Regions from separate parts of the Cricetulus griseus genome. Here region 2 is linked to region 1. A link is a contact called in public Hi-C data. All regions are on one chromosome and are shown on one strand. Each heading gives the region's core, a stretch centred on a gene start, on an enhancer-like site or on the middle of the called end of the contact. The rest is flanking DNA. Distances are from core to core; before and after follow the strand shown.

Evidence for each region. A called contact is a pair of places that touch in the nucleus more often than the background predicts.
Region 2: a Hi-C map of fibroblasts shows a contact between it and region 1, with 1.9 times the contacts expected there. The contact joins the promoter of Ppp2r5a here to the enhancer-like site in region 1. A contact is called at or near these places in 2 of 8 Hi-C or Micro-C datasets (the CHK-Q cell line and fibroblasts).

The regions. Positions count from the first base shown.
Region 1 is chr5:3,589,177-3,595,825 of CriGri-PICRH-1.0, reverse strand. No RefSeq gene overlaps it. Among named protein-coding and RNA genes, the nearest start is that of Dtl, 34 kb to the right of the region's middle. Within about 2 kb of position 2,660, at least 1 of the 6 cell types and tissues checked has open chromatin away from gene starts, as enhancers often do. A contact at or near this core is called in fibroblasts, where this site is marked.
Region 2 is chr5:3,649,771-3,655,882 of CriGri-PICRH-1.0, reverse strand. It overlaps Ppp2r5a (serine/threonine-protein phosphatase 2A 56 kDa regulatory subunit alpha isoform), which reads right to left and starts at 2,079. Exons shown (of 13, transcript XM_027418680.2): 1 at 1,753-2,079. The coding sequence starts at 1,936.

The DNA.
Region 1 (6,649 bases), core at 1,411-3,910:
CCAGGCCCTCAGGGGAGCCCTGTGGAGCCTGATTCTTTGCCATGGGTGTGTGAGGTTAGTGTTAATTGTCAACCTGAGAGAATCTCCAAGGAGATGGGCCTCTGAACATGCCTGTGGAGGACTGTCTTTAGTTTACCGATGTGGGAAGACCACTCCCTGGGCGGGGCATCCTGGGATGTCTTAAGTGGAGAAAGCCAGCCTGCTGCTGTGTTGATATCCCTACCCCAATAGACAGCACCCCGAAACTGTGAGCCAGAACAAACTGCTGGTTCAATAAACTTAAACAGCGGCTTCTTTCGGGTATCTTGTCATAGCAACAGGAAAAAGACCAAGACACAGTGACACTCACCACTGAGGCCTGTGGCTCTAACCTGCTGTGACCTGGTGGCCCTAAAGGGAAACATTATCTACATTGGATCTTTCAACATGGCATTGGAGATTCACCCCCTACCCCCCACACTCCATCCCCATCAGGGTTTCAGGAATTCTAAAATGCAGACTTGGGAGTGGAGAAAGATACATAAAAACAAAACAAAACAAAAAAACCCTCTTTCTTGGCCTTCTGTCCCCTTATCCTCAGCTGTGTAAAGTAGCTATTTTTCTGGAGGTCATTAGTTATGAAGGCTGTTTGCCAGGCAGGGTCCCCAGCTCTCAGGTAGAATGGAACGTGGTGACTCCCACTATCAACTCTCCTCATGCCTGGTCCAAGACCATCCTCTCACAAACTATCCCTTAAAGACCTTGGGAGGAGGCCGAGAGCTTTGCTCCCAGTAGGAAAGAGGCAGGATGATGGGAAATGTCTTTCTGTATATGTTTATCTTATTGGTTGTTGAATAAAGTACTATTGGCCAATGAAGAAGCAGGTTAGGCGGGACTAGGAGTCAAGGAGGATTCTGGGAAATGTAGTAAAGAAGTCTTGCAATCCAGGCAGGAAGTGACATAGCAGGCAGACTCATATATAAGCAAGGACAAGAAGGAAGTCGTTCCTTTTCTTTTGCTCTTCCTCCTGGTCTCTGCTCTGGAGTCACCATGTGATCTGCTAGCAAGAGAGGGTGCCAGCGGAAGGCATCCTTAATAAGATAAGCCTTATAAAATATATAGATTTATGATAATTAAGACTGAGCTAGCAGATAAGAATCCTAGTCATTGGCCAAGCAGCATTTGTACCTAATACAAGTCTCTCTGTGTTACTTGGGACCTTAATGTGGCGGGAGGTGGAACTCGGGCAGCCTAGTGGAAAGCACCCACATGGAAGCAGGGCTTGGGTGGCTGCAGCAGAAAGACTTATTGTTATAGCAGGATTCACCCTCATTCTGACATGAAGGCTCTCAAGGGCTTGGCAGCCACATCCTTAATCCTTGCTGAGTGTCAGTCAGCTGGGAATCTAAATCCATGCCTTGTCAGAGCATTGAGAAATGGGCGAGTCCTGAGGACAGAAAAGCAAGGCCTGGGACTGGTTACTGGAGAGATGGATGAGTAGGTGACCTAGGGAGCCCAACGTGACAGAGCCATTGCTAAGGTCACCCAAACCCACCTCGAGATGCTCACACAGCTTACAGCATTTTGGGGTTCCAGCAGCAAGCACTGGTGATCAGGTTGTTGATGCCTGGGTCGGGTGATAGGAGGTGAAATGTCTGATTTTTGGAAGAGGCTGAGGCTTGGTCCTAGCAGAATATACAAAGCACCCTGGGAACCTGGAATTGGGACCTAAAGTCAAACCATACTGAGGAACTGAGAATTTACCTTGGCTATAGACTTGGACCCAGGGCCTGGCCTAGACGTGGGCAAGTTTGTCATTACAGGTGTTGTGTGAGCACAGTGAGCACGGAAAGGTGCACCAACCAGCAGGTGTAGGCTCTGTCCACACAACGTGCCTGCCCAGGGAGGAGCTCAACCACACACCAAAAGGAGCTCTGTATAAGCTGCTGGAGGGACAGGCTCTCCCAGGAAGAGCGATCTTGGACACACAGGCACTGCCCTGTCAGCTCTCAGGAGTACGTTCCCCAAGAAGTCCTTAGAGTTGCAACATTGAGAGCCAGGGCCCATTACTTGGTGTCTGGATCATGTGGCTGGAGCCCTCACAAAGGAATTAAGACGTTTCTCAGAAGACCTGGTGATGTAATACCATCTCTTTTTGGCGCCTGCCTGGTTAACTCTTGTGCTTCCTGAATGCCATTCACCACTGCTGAGTGTCCTGGCAAGCATGAGGTAGTCATAGCTTCCCATCCCAGGTATGGGAAGGATTCCCTCCTTTTTATATCTCTAAAATGTAAATGAAACAGGTGTTGGTAGAAGTAACCCCTTGTAGGGTTACATTTGCCTAGGGCCTCCTGGCTTGGCCGCCTATGTATAGTAACAGGCTTGTGTGTGTGTGTGTGTGTGTGTGTGTGTGTGTGTGTGTGTGTGTGTGTGTGTGTGTGGTGCATTGGCCTCTGTGCTCCTCAGGGCCCCATGTTCTGTGGTTGTTGTCTTGAAATTTCTAATCATTTTTGAGCAGGAGCTTTGGGCTTTTAATTTTACACTGAGCTGTCATTAGGTAGCTGGTGTTGCCTGAGCTCCTGTGTTTTTCGTTAAGACTTGTCTCTTTCTAGCTCTCCCTCTCTTGCCCACAGGAATCCACCTTTCATAATCTTGGTAAATTCTTGGCATTCTTAGGAGTTAAGAGAGTGTGTGGGTCAACCCCAGTCCCTAAGTCTCTTGTTGTAATCTATGTCTCCCAGGGCTGACTAGGGCTCTCTTTGTAGATTCTGAGGCTCAGATGCTCACACCACCCCCTCCACATGTTGGTTTCATCTTAATCTGTAGCTCCCTGGAATTGTGAGGATGAGATAAGGGCTGTGGGGGAGGCAGGTTGTCAATAGCGAGCGTGTGGCTTAAAAAGAGAATCCATGAGCTGCAGAGATGACTCAGAGGTTAAGAGCACTGAGGGTTCTTACAGAGGACCCAGGTTCAGTTCCCAGCCTCCACATGGTGGCTGACAATCATCCATGGCTGTGTCCCCCCTTTCCCTTCTCCAATCTGTGTCTTGAAATCCCTCCTCTCATGGTGGAGCTAAGAGGTGAGCTGGTTGGGACTTAATTGGATTGGATGGAGTTATGGGAGTAGACTCTCCTGGGAGGGGCATCCTTATAAAACAGGCGTAAGCAAGTTTTATTCTTCCCTTCTAGCAGGAGAGGGCACACATCTATGAAAGAGAGAGCCCACACCAAGCCCTAAAGCTGACACCATGTCAGCCCTGGGCCTCTCAATCTAGAAACACCAGATAATGGCATTTTGTTATCGCAACCTGAGCTCCGTTAATTAGCTATTTTATTTTTAATTTTCAAAGATTTTGTTTCTGATTTATGTATATGAGTGCTTGTCTTTATGATATATTTTGTTTCTGATTTGTGTCCATCTGTCTGTCTGGGCATGTGTCTATGCATGTTTGGGGCCAGAAGAGAGTGTTGGACGTTACCATGAACCTCCCAGCACCTGGTGCTGGGAACAGTATCGTCTGAAAGAGCAGCAAGTGCCCCTGATGGGGTCCGTCTCCCCAGCCTCTGTAGCTATTTGAATTAACAAGTTTGGGGATGAAAAGTGAACTGAGACACCACCCTGGCATCGGGGACTCTTATGCCTCCCACATACAAACAGGTGAGGCACGTGGCAGTGACTGTGAGGCCATGATTGTAAGCCAGCTGGAGGAGCCCTATAGAAAAATGGCAGCGCTATACTTCAGAGTGATACATTTGGGGTTGAGAGGCGGCTCGGTGGTTAAAAGCACTTGCTGAGCTTGCAGAGGACCTGAGTTCAATTCCCAACACCCACATCACATGGCTCACAACTGACTAACTTCAGTGGATCCAATACCTGTGGCCTCTGTATGCATCTGCATTCATGTGCTCGAACATTTGCAGACATACACAAACACACATCCACACATACAGTTTAAAATAAGATAATGGCTGGAGAGATGGCTCAGTGGTTACGTGCACTGGCTGCTCTTCCAGAGGATCCAGGTTCAATTGCCAGCACCTGAATTGTGGCTCCCAGCTGTCTGTTACTCCAGTTCCAGAGATCCAATGTCTTCTGGCCTCCTAGAGGTGTTGTGTACAAGTGGTACACAGATATGTATGCAGGTAAAAACACCTACACATGGAATAATTTAAAACAAATCTGAAAGTGAAACAAATCTTTAAATTTTTTTCAAAAAGAAACAAAGTACTGAAGGTGAAATAAATGCTCTCCACAGAGCAGGGGGAGTAGGGAGTGTGGCCAGGTCAAAGCGGAGAATCTTTCCTTAGAGCCCAGAACTTCAGTTTGTTTTCCAGGGAAGACAATGTAATGTTGGGTGGCTGAAGAAGAGCAGGGGCTGAACTTCCCAGACAGGAAGTATGTAAACACAGTCTGCAGGAATTTGGCTGACAGAGCATAGAGCCTGAGGGAGAGAGCAATGGGGGATGGAGCTGGGGTGGGGGAGGCCCGGCTGTAAAAGCTGGACCTCGAGTTAGAATTTCTAGATTTAGAGACTGGAGAGATGGCTCAGTGGCTAACAGCACTTGCGTATTTGAGAGGGCCTGGGTTTGATTCCTAGCACCTCCACAATGGCTCACAACTGTAAATAGAGTTCTTAATTGGTTTAAATAATAAAAACTTGGAGTCAGATACAGAGGAAAATGCTGAGAGATCAGAGAGAAGGAGCAGCAAGCCACAGCCACTTTCATCTCATTAGCTTCCCAGAGGAAAAAGAGCGCAAGTTCCTGTTTCTTCCTGCTTATATCCTCTCTCTGCCTAGCCATCTCACTTCCTGTCTCTGCCCCTCCAGCTCACTTCCTGTTTCCAACCAGCCATCTCACTTCCTGTCCATCTGTACAGACCTCCAGACCTCTATGGTTAGCTAGTAGCAAGCTCCATCCTCTGATCTTCAGGTGGATGTGTGTGGTGATATCTTGCTTGTACAAATAAAGCTGTAGCTACAGCTCTGGGGAGTCCAATGCCTCTTCTGACCTCAAGAGGTATACACATATGTGGTACACATGCATACATACAGGCAAAACACTTGTAAATAAAAAAGAAAATAAATTTAGAACTTTCAGATTTAACATTAGATAAAAATATAGACTAAACAGAAATACTTGGGATATATTTACACCTAGAATTTTTGCTACCTGAAATTAAAATTTAGATGTAAGAATTATTGTTTATTTGGCAGCTCTTGCTGGAATGAAAAACTCAAAAGCTACAGGAGACAGACTAAGTGTAAACCAGTAGAGAAGCTGCGACCATTAGGTTTGGGTGTGGAATATCCTCCACAGGCTCGTCTGTTTGAACACTTGGTCTCCAGTTGATGGCGCTGTTTGGGAAGGTTGTAGAACCTTTAGAAGACGGGGCCTCACTGGAGGAAGTGGGTCCCAGAAGGACAGGCCTTGAGGATTATATACCAAGCCTGGCTCCCTCTGTTCTTTGCTAATGGACCATCAGCCCAATGTCACTAGCTGCCTCATGTTCCTTCTGTCTCAACTGTAAGGGTTCATGCCTTGCTCACCATGAAAGAATGTTGGCCCTCAAACCATGAGCCCATGAATCCTTCCTCTCTTGGTCCCTTTTTGTTTGTTTTCTGTTTGTTTGTTTTAAGACAGGGTCTCATGTAGACCACACTGGCCTCAAACTTGCTACATAATTGAGAATGATCTTGATTGATTCCCATGCTACACCCTCCTGAATGTGAGAGTTATGGGCGTGTATCATCATGCCCATTTCTTCAGTTGCATTTTTGAAGGTACCTGGTCACAGCAATAAGAAAAGTAAACAATAAGACTGACAGAACATGCAAACACTTGTTCTGCTTAAAGATAACAGCCCCTGGGCTGGAAACATGGCTCAGCAGCTGACAATACTGGCTGTTCTTCCAGAGGACCAGACTTCAATTCCCCATACCCACATAGTGGCTCACAACCAGCTGTAACTCCAGTCCCAGGGGATCCAACGCCCTCTTCTGGCCTCTGTGGGCCCAGGGCATGTACCTGGTACACAGACATACGTGCAGACAAAACAGTCTCACACACAAAACTTAAAACAAAGAAACAAAACAAACAAGAAACAACCCACCTTTGCTCAGTGGTGTTAGCACATGAAAATGCAGGTGAAATATTGTCAACTTTTTCATTTTTTAAGAGAAGTTTTAATTCTGGATTATAGATCCTAATTATCTAATATCACTGAGTGTTTCCATGTTTTTAAAATACTGTGTGAGACAAATAAAACCTCACTTGTATTTAGCTTGAAGACTGCTTTCAATCTTTAGTGGGCAAAAATGCCAGGGTAGAAATTTTTTTTTTAAGTACGGTAATACATGCCTGTAGAAAAAGCAAATATCGAGGAACCAAGGTCAGCAAAAAAGCTTTCTTCCTCTGTGTCACCTGTATCCTGTCACTCTCCTGGTTAGCTCTGTCATGTGTACACCTGCTGAGTGTTTTGAAATTGATTCTACAATCTGGAAGATGGAGCAAATTTTCTCTCATCTGAAAGTTCTAGACACTCTAGTGGTCTTTGTGTGCTATGTGTAGGTATATGTATACAGAAATACATACAAGTGTTAGAACTTGAATATGAGTGTGCCTGGTAGGCATGTGTGTTGAAAGCTTGGCTCTCAGCTGACAGTGCTATT
Region 2 (6,112 bases), core at 830-3,329, 61 kb before region 1:
TCCACAGTAAGACTGTATTTCAGAGCAGGAAGAATTCTCTTTCATACTAAAGGGCTTTCTGGTGGTGTTTTTGTTAAACCCCTAAGTGGGGGAGAAATACTACTGGCAGAAAAAACATGCAACACTGTTGTATCAAGGGCACTGCCAAAGTACCAAGTAAAACAATTCAATTTTTCAAAGCATTTTGGCAACTACAGTAAAAGTTCTTTTTCCTACTCTAGGGTTTTATTTCCAAGTAAAAGTTTTATTTCCTCAATTGAATCTTCATCAGTTTATAGCGAGTAACACCTTTAGGAATAGAACACAAACAAATATCTAAAATCGGTCTGGAGTTTCAACTTTTTTTCTACTACTGACCAAATTCTGTACATAAACGCAACTTATGGTACCTGCAACTTCTTGAGTCAGACCCCATGTACTGAGAATAGGGTTAGTGATTCTATAAATTTCTGTCAGCTTTAAAGGCAAAGACCTATTAAAACTGCAGCTCTTGAGACTAACCAGATGTTTAAAATCAAATTATTAGGTAAAAGCACTAAAGTACAATATGAAGAACAAGAATAACTCACTTGAGAGGATTAAATATGAAAGAAAAATACTAGTATCAAGACTTCAAGCTAAAAATAACTCGATAAACTAATGAAAAACAACCAAGTACAAAATAACTTTTGTATAAAAACTTAAACCTCTGAATAGTGATTCAATAGCCTAACAGGTAAGACAGGATTGTTTCACGGCTATGGCTGCACTCCACTGACCGCGCTGTTATCAATTCAAACAATCCTAGTATGTCAACAACAAAGGAAATACACATTGAACATTTATACACTCTTTTCAAAAGTCCGCTGTGGTGTGTCCTTGACTCAGACGCACCCCAAGAGGCAGATGTCGGGTCTGAACGGGGTTCCCAATCTGTTGTTGGTCAACTGTTGAGCTGGGATTTTCTTTACACTCCTTCCTTGCCTGACGGACTAAGTTAGGATTCACAGACCCAAAGACAAATCAGAACCAGACTGGCCTTGAAAGAAAGGATGCTGGATCTCTGTCAAACGCACTGAAAACTCTGCTGATCGTTTATCTATTTAGGCATGAGCCCTTAATTTGTTGGCCTTGTAAATCATTCTCTAGACTCCTATCAGGTTTGCAAGAATTTCTCAAATACCTAGGAGCGTAATTATCTTCCCACAGTGACATCCAGCTCATAAGACGCAAAGGCGTTAAGACCATTAAACCAAATGCAAGTAATTCTCAAAAGGACAAGCAAGAGCGCCAGGAAAACAACTTCGTGAAAAGCCCCCAAACCCAGTGGGAAAAGTAAGTGAGCCAAAAGAAGTGCCAAGCACTCCTGCAAGGCATTGGGCACCACACCAATTTGAACCACCGTGCAAAACCTCACTCACGAGGTGCCGGCAGGCACAGCCGCGGGAACCGAGCTGCCGGTGCACGGCACAGACACAGTCCTCCCCGCACACCTCTCCAGAGACACCCGCGGTCTTCTGGGGGCTGACACCGACGCCTCTCCACACTCGGGGCAGCAGCCAGCGCACTCGGACCCCGGGTCTGGCGACCGAGGGGCGAGCAGAGAAAGTGAAGCAGCAGCTGGCGAAGCCTGGGGGGAGCCAGGGCAGAGGCTCGGCCGAGTGGGGAGTCGGGGTCCCCGGGGCCGCCACCGGGGGCATGTGGGAAGAGGTGCGGGGCTCGCCGGGGTGGGGGGGGAGGCTGGGGGCGGGCGGGCGAGCGCGCCGGCTTTACCTTTGAGCTGGGGCAGGGGGTGCAGCTCCGCCTGGCCGCCCTGGCTGCGGAACTGCGACGAGCCCTGCGAGCGCTTCTGCCTCTGCGCCTTGCGCACCGATTTCCGGGTGAAGCCGTCCACTTTCTCCGCGGCCGAGATGGCGGCGGCGCAGGAAACCGGCGCGGGCGGCGACGGCGACGACATCTCCGCGGCCCGGGAGCCCGGCTGGCCCGGGGAGTCGGCGAGGGACGGGCGCGGCGAGCCTGCGCCCCTGCGCCCCGGGCCCGGGCGCGCCGCCTGGCGCTCCGCGAGCTGCTCCCCGCCCGACAGCGCCTCACGGCCGCATCCCGGCCGGCGGACGGGGGGGGGGAGGGGGGCGCGGCGCGGCCGCCACAAGTGTGCTGGACGCCCGCCGAGGGGGGGCGAGCGGGCGAGCGGCGGGCGGAGGTGAGCCCGAAGTTTGGACGACGGCTGGGGGCGAGCGCGGGGTGCGGACCGCGGGCGCGCTCGGCGCCCCCTTTCAGCGCGCGGAGCCCCGGCGGCTCCTCAGAGGCCGCTACCCGCGCCGTCCGCCCGGCCGGGAGCCTCCTCCCGGGGCGCTGCTGCCATCGCCGGTCCGCGCGAGCCGCCGCCGAGCGCTTCGCCCTGCCTGTCCGTCAGCGCCGCGCCCCTCATCGCGCCGCGGCGGCCACCCGCGCCCGGACCCTGCGAGCGAGCGTCGCCCTGGCTCTGCTCCCCCGCGCGCACACGACGCCCACGGAGCACGCCGGGCGAGCGACTGCTACAACTCGAGCGGGCGGCTGGGACGGCGCGGGGCGGCGGCGGCGGATGGCTGCGGCGGCGGTGGGGCGGGCAGGGGGCGCCGTGCGCGTGCTTGCCGTGCGCGCTCCCGCGGCCCGGGGGCGGTCCTGGGGGGGGGGGCGGAGGGAGGGGTTTGGCCGACAACTTCCGCGGGGTCCCACGGGCCTCCCGAGGCTCCGGAGGGGGCCGGGGCGGGAAAGCATGCCAGTGCCCTCAGCCAATCACAGGGCGAAGCGGGGACGGGGCGTGGCCTCCCGGATGTCTCTCGGGAGTCCAGCGCGGGGAGGGAGGGGGGTGCTGCGTGACAGACGCGGGCTGCAGCCAATCGCAAGTGGAGGCGGTGAGCGGGTGGGCGGGGTGTGCCTGTGCGTCACAACTGCGAGGAACGCTCTCCGGAGGGACGGGCGCGGGGAAACGCCGCCGTCGGCTCCGGCCCGCGCTGCGCTCCTGACAGAGGGAGAACGGAAAAGGAGACCAGCAGCTCGGGAAGCAGAGGCGCGGCGGGCACGGCCAGAGAGGACCTAAGAAGGCCGACTGTGGCGTCAGCGGGGCGGGGCGGGGCGAAGCGAAGGTGGCGTCACAGCCATGTGATTGACGGGTGGAGAGGAGTGAGCTCGTCCAATCGGGACGCGGTGCTGGGCTCCTGGGCGGGCCCTGGTCCTTCGGGTCCGAAACCGCGTAGTTGATGGTTTGGGAGGCTTTTGTAGCGCCCGAGGTTTGGGCGCCGCCGCGGTGCTCTGAGCGCTGCTCTCGCCTGGGGTTTGGGCGAGCTCGCCTCTGCCACCTCAGAGAACTCTGCGGGTCCACGCCCTCTGAGAAGAAGTTCTCCGTTTCGAACTTAGCCCCGTTTGACCCCTTCGGCTGGAAGGCCTTCGGTCATCCGTAGTCAAGTTCAGATCTCGGTGGAGATTCCGAGTAAACTTCTCTAAATTTGCAGCCAAGGAGGGTTCGAGTTAGTTTTTGTGCCTTCCATGTGATGCTCCGATAGTAGGTGACACCCCCCTACACACACACACACACACACACACACACACACACACACACACACACTGTCCCCTGTGGGCTGCGCGCTCTCCTGCAAGCCTCACACCTTTCCCTTTGGACTTAATAAGAACATAAGCAGACTCACTAATGCGTGAGGGGGATCGAGAGTTAGGCACAAATTGAGTTCTAGACCTACACTAGCAAGTTATGAAACCAACCAACCAACGGGAATGGATAAAGAAAATGGTGTGTGTATTCACAATGAATTTTTTTTCACCATAAAGAACAAATTTATGTCATGGGTATGTAAATGATCCAACTGGAGATAAAAACATTAAGCTGATTAAAGCAGTTTCAAAAAGACAAATATCCTGTTTCCTCTCCTTTGTGGTTCCTGTATTTTGCAGAGATAGATTAAATCATGTAGGTATTTGCAACTTGGAGTAGATGTGAAGCCTTCTAAGAGAATAAGAAGGGTTAATAAATTAATAAATGAGAGGGGAATGTGATGAACAAGAAATATTTGTATGAAGTTTCTAATTAAATATTTTTTTAAAAAAACAACAAGGATATAATACCATCTTCCCAATCACACTTGGTGCAGTCCCGCCTTCTCCATACTTGGTGGAATCCCGCCTTCTCCATACTTGGTGGAATCCCGCCTTCTCCATATTTGGTGGAATCCCGCCTTCTCCACACTTGGTGGAATCCCGCCTTCTTCACACTTGGTGCAGTCCCGCCTTCTCCACACTTGGTGGAATCCCGCCTTCTTCACACTTGGTGCAGTCCTGCCTTCTCCATACTTGGTGGAATCCCGCCTTCTCCACACTTGGTGGAATCCCGCCTTCTCCACACTTGGTGCAGTCCTGCCTTCTCCATACTTGGTGGGATCCCGCCTTCTTCACACTTGGTGGAATCCTGCCTTCTCCATACTTGGTGGAATCCCGCCTTCTCCATACTTGGTGGGATCCCGCCTTCTCCATACTTGGTGGGATCCCGCCTTCTTCACACTTGGTGGAATCCCGCCTTCTTCACACTTGGTGGGATCCCGCCTTCTTCACACTTGGTGGGATCCCGCCTTCTCCACACTTGGTGGAATCCCGCCTTCTCCATACTTGGTGGGATCCCGCCTTCTTCACACTTGGTGCAGTCCTGCCTTCTCCATACTTGGTGGGATCCCGCCTTCTTCACACTTGGTGGGATCCCGCCTTCTTCACACTTGGTGGAATCCTGCCTTCTCCATACTTGGTGGGATCCCGCCTTCTTCACACTTGGTGCAGTCCCGCCTTCTTCACACTTGGTGCAGTCCCGCCTTCTTCACACTTGGTGGGATCCCGCCTTCTTCACACTTGGTGGGATCCCGCCTTCTCCATACTTGGTGGGATCCCGCCTTCTTCACACTTGGTGGGATCCCGCCTTCTTCACACTTGGTGGAATCCTGCCTTCTCCATACTTGGTGGGATCCCGCCTTCTCCACACTTGGTGCAGTCCCGCCTTCTTCACACTTGGTGCAGTCCCGCCTTCTTCACACTTGGTGCAGTCCCGCCTTCTTCACACTTGGTGGGATCCCGCCTTCTTCACACTTGGTGGGATCCCGCCTTCTCCATACTTGGTGGGATCCCGCCTTCTTCACACTTGGTGGGATCCCGCCTTCTTCACACTTGGTGGGATCCCGCCTTCTTCACACTTGGTGGGATCCCGCCTTCTCCATACTTGGTGGGATCCCGCCTTCTTCACACTTGGTGCAGTCCCGCCTCCTTGAAATGATCCATCTCATCCACATTTGTTGAAATGTCTTTTCCTCCAAGCCCAGCTATACACCCACCCACCTTGTGGGGAGCTATTCACAGTAATCTGCCCCGAGGGGCTGCCTCCCTTCTTAGTGTTCCAATTGTAGGTCTTACCCATATTCCTCACAGGACCTGCTGCCTCGCACTCCCTGCCGGCGGCATGCTTCTTCTCCTCTGAAGATTTGAAAGCACCAAGAAAGCAGGAACTGAGTTGCTTAATTGCTCCTGGTCTCTACTGAAACAGTCGGTATAGAGCAATGTAATGTTCAGCTCTCAACCGTTTCTGAGACTGGCAACTGAATTCCTTGTGTCAGAATCCTTGAGGTGATTATTTGAAATTAAGTCTTTAATTTTATTTTTTATTGTATGTGCATTGGTGTTTTACCTGCATGTATTTGTGGGTGGAGATGTCAGATCTTGGAGTTACAGACAGTTGTGAGCTGCCATGGAGGGGCTGGGACTTGAACCCACTAAGTCCAGTTATTGCTGCCCTTAGGTGCATGGATGTGGGGCTATCCACTGGAACATGGGGACCATAGCAGTGAATTGGCCCAACTTTAAATGGTATTAGTGGTACATGCCTGTCATATCACTCTTAGCTTGTCAGGGTCTTGTCTCCTACAGTCATCACCGGTAGGAAAAAAGAGTTCTCAGTGCAGCCTTCTCAGAAGGGTTGGCATGGGTTTAAAATGCGACATCTGAAAGACAACACTTGACGAAACGAACCTTCTAAAGACAACACTTTTACACACAGGTATTTGTCAAAACTCTATTTCCACCCTTTGTCTTAAAGTATCTGCGTCCT